5 separate regions of the Mus musculus genome follow, and regions 2, 3, 4 and 5 are each linked to region 1. The links are chromatin contacts, called in public Hi-C and HiChIP or PLAC-seq maps. All regions are on one chromosome and are shown on one strand. The core of a region is the stretch at or near the end of the contact, and the rest is flanking DNA. Distances in the headings are between cores, read along the strand shown.

Region 1 (2,957 bases), core at 318-2,817:
TTTCCCAAGGTAATGTATATGTGTATGTGGTATATTATTATTTGTGTTTGGTATAAGGTATATGTGTGTGACATATGCTGTATGTGTGTGATATATGGTATATATGTATGATATATGCTGTATATGTGTATGTATATATTCATGTGTGTGGAGGTCAGAGGACATCAGATATCCTGTTCTATTACTCTCTAACTTATTCCCTGGTTGGGGGGGGGGGGATCTCTTACTGAACCTGGAACTGGGCTACCTGCTAATTAGCCCCAGAGATTCATTTAACTCTACTCCCTACAGCTGTTTGAGGCATGTGCATAGTCAAACCTGGCTTTCACTGTGAGTGTTGGAGATTTGAACTCAGGTCCCCGTGCTTGCACAGCAAGCACTCTTTCCCGCTGATCCATTTCCTCAGACTCTATAGTGCTTATTAAACTGCAGTTTTAATGTTCACACCCATTTGCACTTGCTGAACGGTATTCTGCATTCTAGGTCACCATCTACTAATTGATAGGCACTAGTGATGAAGGCCATGATCCTGGGCCATAAAGACTTCCCCGTGTAGTCAAGACAGAAATACAAACAGTCCTGTGTTACTTATGCAATTCCTCGTAGTTGCCAATTTCGTTCTACAAATGCATTTATTCCTAAGACAGATCACACCCTCCACTCTCCCACTTTGGAAATTGTTAGTGTAATAGCTTTATCTTTTAAAAACTATGCACACAAACGTCCATACAATGTTCAGTGTTGTTTGGAAACATTTATATGTAAATGGCATTCTTAGAGTCTCGCTCTGCGATTCGTGTTTTCATCATCATTTTGGTTTTACGGCTGACGTATATGAAGATGGTATTTTCAATTGTATTGCACTTATAATTATGCATTATTCATCTAGTCCCTAAGGGTGGGGCATTTAGGTTACTCTTCACTCGCAGCTATTAATAGGTTATAAAGAGTATTCCTGGTTCTTCTTTCTATTTTCTACACCTTTGACTAGAGTTTCAAGCTCCTGCTGTCTCTTGAAAGCCTCCCCTAAATTCTTCTAGACCCTAGAGCGGACGATTCCAGTGTCCCAAGCACCTTGCTACACGAAGTTCACTAAAAGAACCAAGGATGGGTGGGTGGATGGACGGATGAATGAACGAAATGCCCAGAGCATCTTAAGGAATGTCCTCTTAAGAGTACTTTGGCGCCTTTGCCCTCTGCCTTCCGTTGACAGTCTCGTTTTTGCTCTCCCTCATTCCTCTAACCAGCCAAGAAGTGTGTGGGTGGGTGTGTGGGGCATGAGGTCTGCCTCTCTCTACAAGTTCAGGACCCGGGTAAACCCTAGTGTTTGATGTTGGGCGCTTCAGCCGCCCCCCTTTCCGAGCTCATGGGCGGGCTCGGCGGTCGAGCGGGCGGAGTACGGGGTGCTGCTCACTCAGATCCCTCCGCGCGCAGAGGACCGGCGCTTCTTTCTGCGGGAAACCCCTGGGCGCGCGGCGGCGACGGGGGCGGAGCCTCGCGGTGGGAGGAGGCCGAGGCGGAAGGACACGCGGGCCGCCCAGCCGCGCGGCGCAGCCAGAAACTTTCAGCCAAACTTCGGGCGGCGGCCTGGCTGCGCGGAGTGCAGGGGCGGCGCAGCGGGAGCTCCAGGACTCAGCGAGCCGCGGGGGCAGGGTAGAGCACGCGAGAGCCGGGCTCCTGGTCGGGACCCGCTCCCCATGCGGATCTGCTCTGGCTGCGGCCCCGAAGATGCCCGCTCTGCGTCCCGCCGCGCTGCGGGCGCTGCTGTGGCTCTGGCTGTGCGGCGCGGGCCCCGCGCACGGTGAGTACCGGGCGCCCGGGAGACCATCCCTCTCTGTCTCTGCGCTACGGGGACTGCGTCTTCCAAACTGCCTCGTCCGGGCCTCGAGTCTTGGCAACGCGTAGCGTCCCGGGTTCCGCGTTAGCGGGGTCTCGGGCGAGCAGCTCGCGGGCCGAGGTGCGAGTGTGGTCGGGAGGGCGGCGGGGGCTTGCGGCGTTCCCAGCTTTTGACACCCGGATCGGTCGGTTTGTCCGGAGGAGGAGTTGGGCGTGGGGCTTAGGTCTTGGATAGGTGGAGGCAGCAGTGGGGGAACTGGTGTGGCAGCGTGCTGAGCCACATGATTGAAAATCTCAACTGCTGTTATTCTTTCCGAGGCGCGGAGCTCTGCTGCGGTTCCAGTGTGCGTCCAGCCCCAGGAATGTGGTGTGACGATCCCCAACTCCTCCAACCTGGCAGCAGCTTGCTGCTCTTTTGGCACCGTTGGGGGTGGGGCAGGGGCAGGCGAGGAAAAGTGGAGACGTTGCTTGATCCGAAGTGCTTGCTTAGAAAGGCTTGTTATGGTGGGATATTCCGTGCCCCCTCGCTAACTTGGTGGGAGCCAGGAAAGGAAATCGGATCATATTTTACCCACTCCACCCACATCTTTAGATTTTACATTTCTTTGGAATGTTGTATGGAAAGAACTTCGGCTTTGGAGTCCAGCTCTGTAATCCTGGATTCAAATCTTCTGTATTAACTCACCAATAAAATGGGGATGAAATTACCCAGCTAATAGGATTAATTAAAAGAATGTATATTAAACCCGTAGCACTTAAAAGATGTTCAGAAAAGTTGTTTCAGGGCAGGAGCAGCGGTTTGGTCTGTGCTTCCAATGGGGCTATGTCTTGTACTGGTTTGAAGTCTGTGCTTCCAGTGGGGCTATGTCTTGTACTGGTTCGAAGTCTGTGCTTCCAGTGGGGCTATGTCTTGTACTGGTTTGAAGTCTGTGCTTCCAGTGGGGCTATGTCTTGTACTGGTTTGAAGTCTGTGCTTCCAGTGGGGCTATGTCTTGTACTGGTTTGTTGAACTGGTAGGGTCCCCCTTTACTCAAGAACAATTAACTTTTACCAGAAAAACTCTAGTACATTTCCTCAGAGAAGGGATGAGTTTCAGAAAAGTATGGTCTTTGTTCATTGTA
Region 2 (2,957 bases), core at 155-2,654, 370 kb after region 1:
AACTCCATACCCTCCTGCCCCAGCCTTCTGGGCGGTGTCACTACACGGGGCTATTGCCAGATTATTTTTCAAGTATTCTAGAAAATCTTAGGACCCATCCTTTCCTTGATTGACTTACTATACCCTTCCTGCCATCCTTTGGTAAAATGACTCAGCTCAGCTTTTAGTCATTTAGTTTTTGTGTGTTTGCTTTTTGCTTTCAAGACAAAATTTTCCTGTTTAGCCCTGGCTGTCCTAGACCTCCCTCTGCAGACCAGGCTGGCCTATAACTCACAGAGATCTATCTGCTTCTGCCTCCTGGGTGCTGGGATTAAAGGTGTGCTCCACCATCCGGCTTGTCATTTAGGCTCTCACATATGTAATTCATGAAGTTTATTTTTTATCTCTCAATTACTTCTCTTAAAAAGAAGCCTGGGCAGAGGCCAACAGTGGAGAAAAGGGATGTCACCAGGCCAGGATCTAGGAATGATCAGCTCTGCATGGTTTTTAGGGCAAAAGTGCTAAGATCTTTAAGGAGCCTGGATACCAGAAGAGCAGCCAAATGTTTTTCTTAAACAGGCCACAGCCAGAGTCCTGACTGCATAGAGTTGTGGTTCTCAACCTTCCTAATGCTGCGACCCTTCATGTTGTGGTGACTCCTAACCATTATTTTCATTGCTACTTTATAATTTTGTTACTGTTTATCAACTGTAATGTTGATAAATATCTGTGTTTTCTGATGGTCTTAGGCCACTTCTGCGAGAAGACCATTTGATCCACAAGGGGTCGTGACAGACAGGTTGAGAAACACTGAGCTAGAGAACCTGGGAGGTGAAAAAGTTGGTAGATGGACAGAGCACTGGCCACGCATGCAGGGGGCTTTAAGGTAGATTAGCGCACAACAGAAACAAAGCAAAACAACAAACTCGGGTTGGTATACACCTGAAGAGTAGGAAGAAGAATCGCGGTGAGTTGTCTAGGTGAGTCCCAGGCTAGGCTGAGTGTCAGAGTATGCTCGCCTCCCCCAGCCTCACCTTATGGAAGACCATCTATTAGAAGAAGAAGCGGGGGTGGGGTGGGGTGGGGTGGGGTGGGGGAAGCCGACGTAAAGAGAGCATATCACAAAGTTCACTTCTAAAGAAAAGGCCGCTCGCACTGCGCGCCCAGGGCAGCAAGCGTGTGAGGGCAGCATGCGTCTGCAGGATCGCGACTCTACCAAGCGGCGGCGGGTCGGCCATCGGCTCCGAGCTACTACAGCCCGACAGGGTCCTCTCCTCCAGTCCTGGGGTCTGAGTAGAGCCCCCGTTGTTGCTGCGGTGGCAGGAAGTCTCGGTGAACTACAAATCGAGGCATGCTGGGAACATTCCCTGCTCCTCCCAGGAAATGTCCTTTGTCCAGCCCCACAGGAAGCCCCAGCGAGGAGGTAGTGGGCAGCCAGCCCGAGTGCCAGCCCGCGGTTGCATAGCCTCAGCACCGGGCGCCAGGCTTGGGCAGTGCGCTCAGAGCTGCCCGGCGCATCACAGGTAGGAGCGCTGCTGCGGCTGGGCGCGCCGGCTTCGCGGATAGGGAGCTGGGAACCTGAGCTGATCATCTAGGGGCTGGGATGTGTGCTGTGGCTGAGCTGCCGCGCGAAGCTGTCCTTCGCACACTGGACTGTGGTCCGCCACCCCGTGGGCTCAGGAACCAAGGACAGAAGGGGACCCTTCGTGTCCTATAGCTGGGTTGAGCTCCCTTTGGTCTCTGTGGCGAGGGGAGGGGAGGAGGAGGCTGAGACTGCGCTGCCAGAGCAAGTCGGACCGTCCCACAGACCACCGAAGGGGGCATCAGAGACCCTGGGAGACCAAGCCCAGGGAGGAGCTTGCAAGACAAGCAGAAGGTGAAAGGCTTTGTGTGCATCGGTGCATCAGCTTAGATCGTGCTCCCTTTGCCTACTAAGTCAGTGCCCCCAGCCCCACTGTGAGGAAGGGGATGAAGGCGGGGACTTTGCGAAGGTCAGCAGGTTCATTTTGGCCCTTGTGAAACGTGTCTGTTACCTGCTCCTCCCATCTGTCTGACCGATTCGGATTGCCACCTGGGGGCTGCGATCGGACTGGGAGAAAGGTACAATGAGGACCTGCGAAAGGAAGGCTGAGCTAGCCAGCCGCGCGTGGCTCAGGAGGGGTCGTTGTCTGGTTTTGCTAGAATCCCCAACCACAAATATCCACGTTGGCTGATCATGGGCAGGTGGTGGACAGAGCTGGAGCCTGCGGCCAGAGAGCTTATTGAGGCTCAGGTGGCCTGGGGTGAGGCATATGTTAGCATGAGGGATGGTGAAGAGGAACAGTGAGACAGAGACCCTGGATGTACCTTACAGCCAGAGCACACAATAGCAGGTCTCTAGAACGGGACTTTAAGACTTCCTCTGGGACTTCCTCTGATTTAACCTTTATTTTCTTAACCACGCCCCCATCCCCCCCCCGCAGTGAATCAGCCACCCCCCACATGAGTATGAGGCATAATTTAATTTAGTGCTGTAATCCTGCCTGTTGAGTCAGGCTCCGTTGGCTGTCAGCATTCCCATATAGTGGGTCTCTTCCCAAGAGACCGTTGTGGTAAATGTGGCAATAGCTAGCGAGTTGGTGGTCTTTGTGAGCTGCTATGGACAAATGGGCAAGTTTAAACACAACCGGAGTGTGACTCCCATAAGGGAATTAATTCACCTGCCTCTGATGCCTTTCTGATCTTCTATGTGTATACAAGTGTGCATCCCTTCTCTTAAGGAAACATATGGTGATTACTTAATGTATAATGTACTTTAAAACCAAAGGAATTCCTCTTGAGTAGTAGGCGGATTATTTCAGGTGCACGGGGGGGAAAAGGATGCTTTGGACCCTGGATTAATGGCTTGTAGGGGGTGGAAGGCTTTTCACTGGCACTGTTAGATAAGACATGTGAACTAAGTTGGAATGAACTAACTGGAATTGTACAGGCAGCCAATG
Region 3 (2,957 bases), core at 127-2,626, 340 kb after region 1:
TGTCTAGCCTCAGTAAGAGAGGATGTGCCTAGTCCTGCGGTGACTTAATATGCCAGGGTGGGGTGGTACCTAGGGTGGTCTCCCCACTTCTCAGAGGAGAAGAGGAGAGGGATGAAGGGAGGGGCCATGTGAGGGAAGGACCGGGAGGAGAGGGAGGCTGAGATCAGGATGTAAAGTGAACAAATGAATAAATTAATCAGTGGAAAAATGCGTATTTATTTTATTTTATGTGTAAGAAGAGGGTGTCAAGCCCCTGTAGCTGGAGGTCTGGAGGGTTGTGAGCCACCCTGTGGAAGAACAGGCACACAGCACAGTGACTTCTGCCTCATGTGTACTTTTCTATCGGTTGTTTTAATTGTTCACTTTCCAGGCCTCGCTGAGATACCCAAGACAGAAACACAAATGCCTCTCTGTCCCCATGCTGCACACTCATTTGCCGACTGTGAGTGGCACGTTTTATAGAATGGAATGCACAGAATGAGGTGTGCCCTGGGGAGGAAATTCCTGTGTGGATGGATGACTGGTTCCAGCTCATTACCACCATGGCATCCTTCAAAGATGACACACATCTCTCCCAGCTGTGCTTTCCCCGTCTGCTCAGTCTCCGTGTAATTTGATTAAATGTGTCTTTTCCCCCCATCATAATGGAGAGAGAGGCCATGATCCTAGTATGCTAGGAAGATGAGTGCTGGCTGAGGAAACCTGAGACAGGCAGTGGCACCTGTCAGGCCCTGGCTGTATGGACTGCAGGTGGAGGTGCATAGGCCCCTTGGAGAGCGAGCGTATGATGACCCCATGTGACCTGGATGCCCGATATTGAACTGCAGAATCTGGTGTTCACGCTGCTGGGTTTCAGTCTTTGTTTGATCCAGTGTTTCTTTTTTGCTATTTTCCTGCTCCTTCCTTTTGGGATGTGATTTTAAAAATTTGTTATTATTATAATTGTTGTTGTTATTATTATTATTATGGTGTGTGAGATATGTGTGAATATGCATGCATATACGGTGCACATGTGGCCAGGGGCCAGCTCTCAGGATCCACTCTCTCCTTCCATTTTTTACCGTGTGATCCAAGGATCCAACACAGGCCATCAGATTTGTGGGCAAATGTTATTATTCACTGGTATCTGATGGATGGCCTGTATGTGATCTTGTCTCCTCCTCCTCTTCCTCCTCCTCTTCCTTCTTCTTTGAAACTAAAATGTCCTTTCCTGAGGGAGGAGGGAGATTCATGGGTCCCATCTCCAAGGTTTTATAAGCAATAAACTTTTATGAGGAAGAGGAAAAAGGAGTCTTTGGTGACTGCCACACATTGAGCAGGAGCTCCAGGGATGTCACCACCTACTTTAGTGGTTGGGTTTTGGGTGACACAGCTCATTTTGAGTCATTGTTTATCTGGTCTGTCCATGCTATGGGGGTGGGGGTGGTGGTGTGAATTGATGTTTCTTTATGTCCCATTAGGAAAAATACTGTAACAACTACCACTTCTGGCTGCATTGCCTCAGCAAGTTTATTGAAGTCAGAATAGTTTTGATTCATTTAGACTGGGAGTCACATGACCATTCCTTGTTTCCCCCATAAAGACTAGAAAGTCAGTACCTTGTTCTCTTCCTCTTTTGTATTTAATTTCCTGTCAAAGCATAGGCTAACGTGGAAGATGCCATGTGTTTGTGATAGTCTGTTGCAATCCCTTCCTCACAGGGACACACTCTTTCTGGGTAGGTAACACAGCCTCCACTGGCTCCTTAGCGACAGCAGGGGAAGCACAACTACGACCTGGAGGTGTGTGATGACATACCATTTGGTGAAGTCAGCCATGTTGGGTTTGCCCCCTCAGACTGCTGGGCAGAGGCAATGAAACTTCTCCCAAACTCATCTGTATTCAGGAACCAAGGGCAACATGTCTTGGGGAGATGTAAACAAACCCTAGACAGGGCAGCAAGAATAGACCAAAGAAGCAACTGCATCCAAGTGTGGCTTGATGAGGCAGGAGGATTAGTGGACTGACTTACACAGCATGTGGCCCAGGCTGGCCTTGAACTCACTCAATAGAGGAAGATGACCTCGGACTCCCTCTGGGTCCTCCTGCTCCCACCTCCCAAGTGCTGGAATCACCTTGCTTGGCTTAGGAAATGTTCTCATATAAATGTTTTAGTTTCTTATTGTCTGATTTTGAATTTTAAAAAGTCAGATTTATTACTATCATTGTTTTTGTATGATGCGTGTACAGGCACATGCCTCACAGCATGTGTGTTTATTGTGGGAAATACCAAAAGAATCGGCAAGTTCCCGTGCTTTTCCCAGCTACTCTCAGTCCTGCCAGGCTGGTCGGCTTGTTCTTATCTCATGGAGACTCTTTAACTCAGAGCTCCAAAATCTCTCCATCCAGCTCACTAAGTTCCTTCAGGAGGGTCGCTGCCATACCAACCCAGTGCTTCAAAACCCCATGACCTTTGTGGTGTACCTCAGGCAAACCCACTCTTTGCCGCTGTACTTTTCTCTCTTGAACCCACATGAGGCACCCTGTGAAGGAAATGCAACACAAACTTAGTTCAGAAACAATGATAACTCAATCTCTGGGCACAACAACTGAAATCCTAACTTATTAAATCCAAATCCTCTGGTGGCGAATCCTAAAGGATTCACCGTTGAAACTGGGAGACACTCGTCATTACATCTTGTCCTCATGCTATCCCTATCTAAAAAGAGGTCCTACTCTCTCCTGCTTCCTCTCTTCCTCCATCCAACCTGGAAGTCCCTCCTAATCGCCCAGTGATGGGCTTCTTTATTCATTAGGGGATAAGTTCACAAGAACTCACTTGAGTACTTGACTCACTCCTTGTCTGCAACACCTCCCAGGAGAGTGGAATTAGCATCAACATATAAACAGCACCAGGCCTATCCACAACATGTGTGTGCGGAGGTCAGAAGACAACTCTTTTTGGAATCAGTTTTCTC
Region 4 (2,957 bases), core at 192-2,691, 330 kb after region 1:
TGAGTGCTGGAATTAAAGGTATGTGCCATCTCCACCTAGCTCTTTCAAGCTTCTTAAAGACCAGGCCTAGAAAAAGTCTGCGAATAAGGGCTGCTGGGCACGTGGCTATTAGCTCGGTAGAGGAAAAGGGATTGGGGGCGGGGAAGGGTCTTGGGAGAAATAGACAAGCGAGCTCAGAGAGTTTCCAGGGTTGCAAGAACAACCCCGCTTGGTCTCTGCGGTTTGAGGCCTCAGCCTGAGCAGGAAGACTGGTACATTCCTCCTGGCTGCAGGCCCTAAGCGAGCACGTGGAACTTTGGGGGTGGGGCAGTACAGCTGGGACGAGACAGCATACCTGGATGGATTAGATCTACAGGAAGGGCAGGAACTGAAGTGCTCACAAAGCAGAAACCCCTTCCTTACGTCTGAACAAAGTCACCCGATTTACACAAGCTTTTCAAATAAGTGAAAGACTTTTAAGTTTTATAACGATTAGAGGTTTGCTCCGAAGACTTCGTAGAAGTAACCTGTCCCAACTGCGCTTGGAACAGGATTCTGATGTAGTGAAGTCGGGCCTGATCGGCAATGAAGCCAATGGTGGAGGTTGACTCCCGGCGGCGGCCGCGTGGGCGGCGCGGGGCTCCGGCTGCACCCCCGGGCCGCCCGGAATCCTGCGAGCGCTCCCCGGGGCGGGGGAAAGAGCGCCAAGGTCTTGCATCAGACAAAAGGCGGTGCGAGTCCGCTGCCACAAATGCCACGGGACCCGCAGGAGCAGAGCCAGCGCCCCGCGCCCCCTGCCCCCACCCCAGGAGTCTGCACTGAGCAGGGATGGTGTGCGTGTAGCACCCCGAGCCGGGAGCTCGCAGCCTGGGTCGCCAGGCACGAAAGCTCCAGAGAGGTTCTGGCATTCGAGAGAGGTTCTGGCATCCCGCAGGACCAGATGGAGCAGCTGCACTTTGCAGCGCCGGCAAGAAACACGCGGTAGCAAAAAGCACAAAAAGTTTGCATTCTGCACCTCCAGGCCATTCGTTCCTCTCTGCTTTTCCTCCCTCCCACTGCTGGTCCCGAATCTCCGGAGGCCCCGGGACCAACTGATAAGATAGGGGAGGACAGCCCTGGAACCACTGGGGTCAGCGGGTTTGGCCATAAAGATGCCCGGTGATTACGCTTGTGTCCGGCTCGCCTTACCTGGAGTTCAGCTATCAGCTCCTCCTTGCTCAAGTTCTGCTTCTCCACCACCTGCAGCCCTCCATCTTGCAGGATCTTCCGGCAGCAGGGGTCCAGGCTGTCACTGATGAGTACTTTGCGCAGATTTGCGAAGGCCATTGCTAGAGTCAGGCCTTAGAATCAGTTGCTGTGGGTGGGCAGAAGCACTTAGTTCAGGAAACTGCAAGCAGGGCTGGCTCCGGTGACTGGGCAGGGTTCTCGATCTCCCGCTCCCCCTTTATCCTCCCCCTCCTCGCGCCAACAGTCTCCTTTTGATTGGTCAGAAATGCTTAAACTCTGCTGACTCCGCCTCCCCGGGCAGAGCCTCCCACACATTTTTTTTTTTTTTTTTAAATCCTACACAGACTACACTTCCAGCAGTGAAGCCCTTACCTGCCCCGGGTGAGCTTTAACACGCACGATTTATGCCAGCAGGCTGATTTATATTGGAAATAAACAGAAATACGCTGTCTCCACGAGGGAATTAAATCTCATAGTAACTTCTTTCCTCTTAAAGACCATTTATTGGCTGGGTATTTATAACTCCTAGTTGAGCATAATTAGACTGAGTAAGGCCACGGGTTCGATTCTCAGCAACGCACACACACACACACACACACACACACACACACACACACACACACCGTTAGGAGATTAAGGAACAAGGTGTGTGTGTGTGTGTGTGTGTGTACATAAGAGTTGGTTCTTGCCTTCCACCAATCCCAGTGGGAGATGAGAGACAAGTCTGGGAAAGGCAAGGGCTTCTTATTCCTTACCCCCCAAAAGACTTTAAGATTAAATCTAGATACAGTAAGGGCCATGAATGAGGCTGGAGGACCACTTGAACCCAGGAGTTCCAGGTCAGCCCCAGATGGGAGTCAGGGAGGGGGAGAGAAGTACAAGGGTGGTAGTGGTTTTAGTCTTTAGAAGTTAGATGATTACTTTTTTTTTTTTTAGAAGGGATTAAATCTGTTAGGTAAATTCAGCCTTGATTATATTATATAAATAACACCCCTTACTATTATACCTCACAATCTTAACATCAAATGTAAGTAAGAGAGTCTCTTTCAGAACTATGTACTGACAAGTCCTCTGCCTGTGCTGTTACCTCCATCCACAAAACAGGAACCCTGGCCTTCTTGGAAGAACTGGGGAAGTAGTTCTGCCCTTTCCTCTAGACTTTCCTTCCTTTCCCTTCTCTGGCCCAGCCCCTTGGGAAAAGAGAGACTTCAGCAGCCACAGCAGGCCAGCTCGGATGCCCTTGGCTCTCCGGATAAGAGTAACAGTAACAGGGTTCATAGGGACCGGAGGAGAGCAGCCGACTTAATTTTCTATTTGGAGACCAGTGGTGAGCCCCAAACCTGCACAGTGAGAAGTAAAGCAGATAATTTTTCGGGTAGAATATCAATGATCCAGCGGGGGTTGATTTCCAGCTTCTTAAACAAACAAACAAAAAGAAGAAGAAGAAGAGGAAGAAGAAGAAGAAGAAGAAGAAACGGACTCTGAAAGTATCTCTCCAGGCTTTTGCTTTCTTCTCCGTAACGTGAGCCTGACAGTAGGGAAGTGTCCGATGTGGGGATGAGATAAGAAAGACATCTTGGGGATTAGTGTGCCCTGCACCCCTTCACTCTAAGCCAGTCAGCTGACATGTCAGGTGGCGGGTATCCTTTGAGACACTGTGGAGAACCCTGGAATTGAAACTTTAATGGAGAAAAATCCCCGTGCCAATCCCGCACGATGACACCCGTCTGTGATCTCAGCACTTGGGACGT
Region 5 (2,957 bases), core at 147-2,646, 270 kb after region 1:
AAGTGGAGAGGGGACCAGGGAGCCTCCGGATTTAGGGGAAATAGGTGGAGCTTCTGGCTTCTGGGAAATAAATAAACCAAGAGCTATCCTGGTTCTTGAGACTCTTTCATAGAGTTGCATTAGATATCAGGGTTAACTGCTTCAACTGCTGTGTGAGTGAGACATAGGGACTTTCTACATGAGGAGCATGAGATAGAGACTCATCTTTAAGACTTTTGTCTTAAGAAGTAGTAGAGGATCTGGATGGGTGGCTCAGTGGGTAAAGTGAAAGTGTGGAGCCTGAGTTTGGAACCCCATACCTGTGTAAAAGCACATACCCGTACCCCAGCTCTGGAACCGCAGAGGCAGGAAGATCCTAGGAGCCCTTTTGGCCACCCCAATAGGCAAGCTCCAGGTTCAGAGGGAGAGACACACATCATTTTAAGACTAAGATTGAGAGTGCTAAAGGATGGTATTGATGCTAGCCCCTGGCAGCCACAGGTGTGCTCAAGTGGGAGCATGGCTGCATGCACACAGCCACAGGTGCACACTCATAGGAGCACAATTACATGCACAGTCCGGAGTCAAAAGATGCTGGGGGATCCCCACTCTGCAGCTTTGTAGACATGGGTCTTTGAGGACTCTGTCCTCCCTGTCTCTAAAATCCAACTTGTAATAAACTTCTCCTTCCTAGGAAAGCCTGAACTTCAAGACAGTCTCCTTTTGAGGGATTCTGAACCTCTCTAGCAGCATCTGCTGCGTCCCTCTTGGAAGCTCTGTGAAGCTCTGTGTAAGCATAATGACGGACAATAAAGATAAGAGGAAAACAACCAGCTCCACAGACCAAAGCCAGCCAGCCCGTCAGATGTGCGTCAACACCTACTCTCAACTGCTTGAAGAGCTGGTATTAAAAGGTTATACCAGTAATCACAGTGCTCATGGAGGCTGAGGGAGGAAGACTGATTTCAAGTTCAAGGCTAGCCTGGGGTATTTAAGAAGAAATGGAGGTGGAGGGGGGATTACTCTTTGGTTTTGAAAGCTGCTTCTTATAGAAATGGTAAGAATAACATCTGACTGCATAAAGTGGTTAGGGGTTAGGAACAGATGGTGAGCCACTCAGCAGAGGAATCAGGAGGCTGCAGAGACGAGTTGGGTGACTGCTGATTGTTGGATGTGTTAGAAGGAGCATGCAAGCTTGCATGGTTAGGCAAAAATAAGGCCAACAATGAAGTCTCAGAGCCAGCCAGCTAGATACCAGCCAGGAACAGTGCAGCTATGTACATGTTAGACATGATGTTTTCCTTTGACTTGTTCTGAGACCTTTGGCCCAGTTTTTCCCCAAGCAGGCAGGGGCCTCGATAAGCGGAGGCGGGGCTTCCAGAGCCTGGAGTCTTATAAAGCCCAACCCAGAATCGTTGGGCATCTCTCCCAAGGGCTGTGGACTGCTGGCTTTCTGTTGATACCTTAGAGATGCAGCGGCTTTTGGCTCCAGCGAGGCGGGTCCTGCAAGTGAAGAGAGCGATGCAGGAAACTTCGCTCACACCTGCTCACCTGCTCTCAGCAGCCCAGCAGAGGTGAGTGGCCTGCTCAGAGGGTCTACATAGATCACTCCCAGACAAGCACCGTGGGGACCAGTAAAACGCGGGGCTTGTTGGAGGACTCACTAGAACCTCAGTCAAAAGCTGGCGAGGTTGTACTCAGTTATAAACAAGTTAGCCTCATTTCTAGACAGCACCTGTTAACTGTTGAGCTGGAAGTGTCTAAGCCAGAGGTCCTCAGCCTTCCTAATGCTGCAACCCTTAATACAGTTCCTCAGGTTGTGGTGACCCCCGCAACCATAAAATTATTTTTATTTCTGCCTCATAACTAATTTTGCTGCTATTATGAATCATAATGTAAATATCTGATATGCAAGATGTATTTTTATTGTCGTAAACTGATCCAAGGGGACAGGACGCACAGGACTCCCAGCCTAAGCCTCTGATGCACTTTGTTTAGGAAAAGCAGCAGCCTTTCCTCTGCCGGCCACAGGGGGCAGCAGACCTCAGGATCCTGCAGCTGCAGTTGTGGTTTAACTGCTTGCTGTCGTTCACTGTGGCAAGATCCAGTATGGACCAAAGAGACGAAGCAGTGTTTCTCCGTGCTTCGGTTTTGTGAGATGAAAGATAAAAATTGTGTGTGTGTTTCTCACTGTGTGTGTGGGGTGGGGTGGATGGGTGGATACATGTACTTGTGAAAGAAAAACAAACATGCCTTCTTTCTTTGTAAACACCCTTCAGTCTCGTCCAAGTAACTGTGGTTGCTCAGAGTTGATGGGACACATCTGGGCTTTGTGCTTCAGGCTCCCAGCTACTTGGGTGTTTTCTCTTTTGCTCTTTGTCCACTGAGCTCAGAGTCCCAGGGCTTCCTTTCCACTTATACCCATGAGTACTGAGTTTTTAGGGAACCTCTTTGCTATGGTGCCCTCCCTTGTCCCGCCCTGCTGGAGCCTGGGTATAGGTGTGGAGGGGAAAGGAGCAGTGCCCTTAAACCTCCTGATTTGCTTTTAGCGCCACTGACATCCACTTCCCCACCCTTGCAAAACCACTGCGTTTTATTTGAATGTTCCAGCTTAGACTTTAGCTTGCTTCTTTTCTATTTGCGAGGAAGTTATGGGGTTTACTTATTTCAGGGCCAGACAGGGTGACCATTTCTCAGTCCCGTCCCCCCCTTTTAAGACAAGGTCTCTATGTAGGTTTTTGTTTGTTTGTTTGTTTTTTGTTTTGTTTTGTTTTTTTGACAGGGTTTCTCTGTGTAGCCCTGGCTGTCCTGGAACTCACTTTGTAGACCAGGCTGGCCTCGAACTCAGAAATCACCTGCCTCTGCCTCCCAAGTGCTGGGATTAAAGGCGTGTGCCACCACCGCCTGGCTTTCTTTATGTAGTCTTGACTGATCTAGAACTTACGATGTTGACCAGGTTGGCCTTGAGCTCATTAAGA

The links. Hi-C and Micro-C count contacts between places; a contact is called where the count stands out from the background. HiChIP or PLAC-seq counts read pairs in DNA pulled down with a chosen protein or histone mark.
Region 2: a FOXA1 HiChIP or PLAC-seq map of pancreatic cancer cells shows a contact between it and region 1. The contact joins the promoter of Zfp697 here to the promoter of Notch2 in region 1. A contact is called at or near these places in 4 of 39 promoter capture datasets (the 3T3-L1 cell line, neural stem cells and pre-B cells) and 1 of 115 datasets of contacts at active chromatin or transcription factors (pancreatic cancer cells).
Region 3: a Hi-C map of muscle stem cells shows a contact between it and region 1, with 5 times the contacts expected there. The contact joins the enhancer-like site here to the promoter of Notch2 in region 1. A contact is called at or near these places in 2 of 39 promoter capture datasets (the C10 cell line and pre-B cells), 1 of 484 Hi-C or Micro-C datasets (muscle stem cells) and 1 of 115 datasets of contacts at active chromatin or transcription factors (pancreatic cancer cells).
Region 4: a contact with region 1 is called in an H3K4me3 HiChIP or PLAC-seq map of embryonic stem cells, with 16 read pairs. The contact joins the promoter of Phgdh here to the promoter of Notch2 in region 1. A contact is called at or near these places in 9 of 39 promoter capture datasets (the 3T3-L1 cell line, 3T3-L1-derived adipocytes, the C10 cell line and 5 more), 8 of 484 Hi-C or Micro-C datasets (B cells, CD4 T cells, CD8 T cells and 4 more), 6 of 115 datasets of contacts at active chromatin or transcription factors (the SCID.adh cell line, bone marrow-derived dendritic cells, bone marrow-derived macrophages and 3 more) and 1 of 9 other capture datasets (adipose tissue).
Region 5: an H3K4me3 HiChIP or PLAC-seq map of forebrain shows a contact between it and region 1, with 3 times the contacts expected there. The contact joins the promoter of Hmgcs2 here to the promoter of Notch2 in region 1. A contact is called at or near these places in 3 of 39 promoter capture datasets (the HPC-7 cell line, cranial neural crest and liver), 1 of 484 Hi-C or Micro-C datasets (embryonic fibroblasts) and 3 of 115 datasets of contacts at active chromatin or transcription factors (the SCID.adh cell line, forebrain and pancreatic cancer cells).

Annotation. Positions count from the first base shown.
Region 1 is chr3:98,011,971-98,014,927 of GRCm38.p6, forward strand. It overlaps Notch2 (notch 2), which reads left to right and starts at 1,568. Exons shown (of 34, transcript NM_010928.2): 1 at 1,568-1,801. The coding sequence starts at 1,729.
Region 2 is chr3:98,381,077-98,384,033 of GRCm38.p6, forward strand. Zfp697 (zinc finger protein 697) reads left to right here and starts at 1,405. Exons shown (of 3, transcript NM_172863.4): 1 at 1,405-1,502. It also overlaps a transcript of Gm52610 not described here.
Region 3 is chr3:98,355,460-98,358,416 of GRCm38.p6, forward strand. No RefSeq gene overlaps it. Among named protein-coding and RNA genes, the nearest start is that of Gm31420, 6.0 kb to the left of the region's middle. Within about 2 kb of position 1,377, at least 77 of the 459 cell types and tissues checked have an H3K27ac peak or open chromatin away from gene starts, as enhancers often do. A contact at or near this core is called in muscle stem cells and pancreatic cancer cells, where this site is marked.
Region 4 is chr3:98,338,528-98,341,484 of GRCm38.p6, forward strand. Phgdh (3-phosphoglycerate dehydrogenase) reads right to left here and starts at 1,442. Exons shown (of 12, transcript NM_016966.3): 1 at 1,168-1,442. The coding sequence starts at 1,305.
Region 5 is chr3:98,279,035-98,281,991 of GRCm38.p6, forward strand. Hmgcs2 (3-hydroxy-3-methylglutaryl-Coenzyme A synthase 2) reads left to right here and starts at 1,397. Exons shown (of 10, transcript NM_008256.4): 1 at 1,397-1,553. The coding sequence starts at 1,450.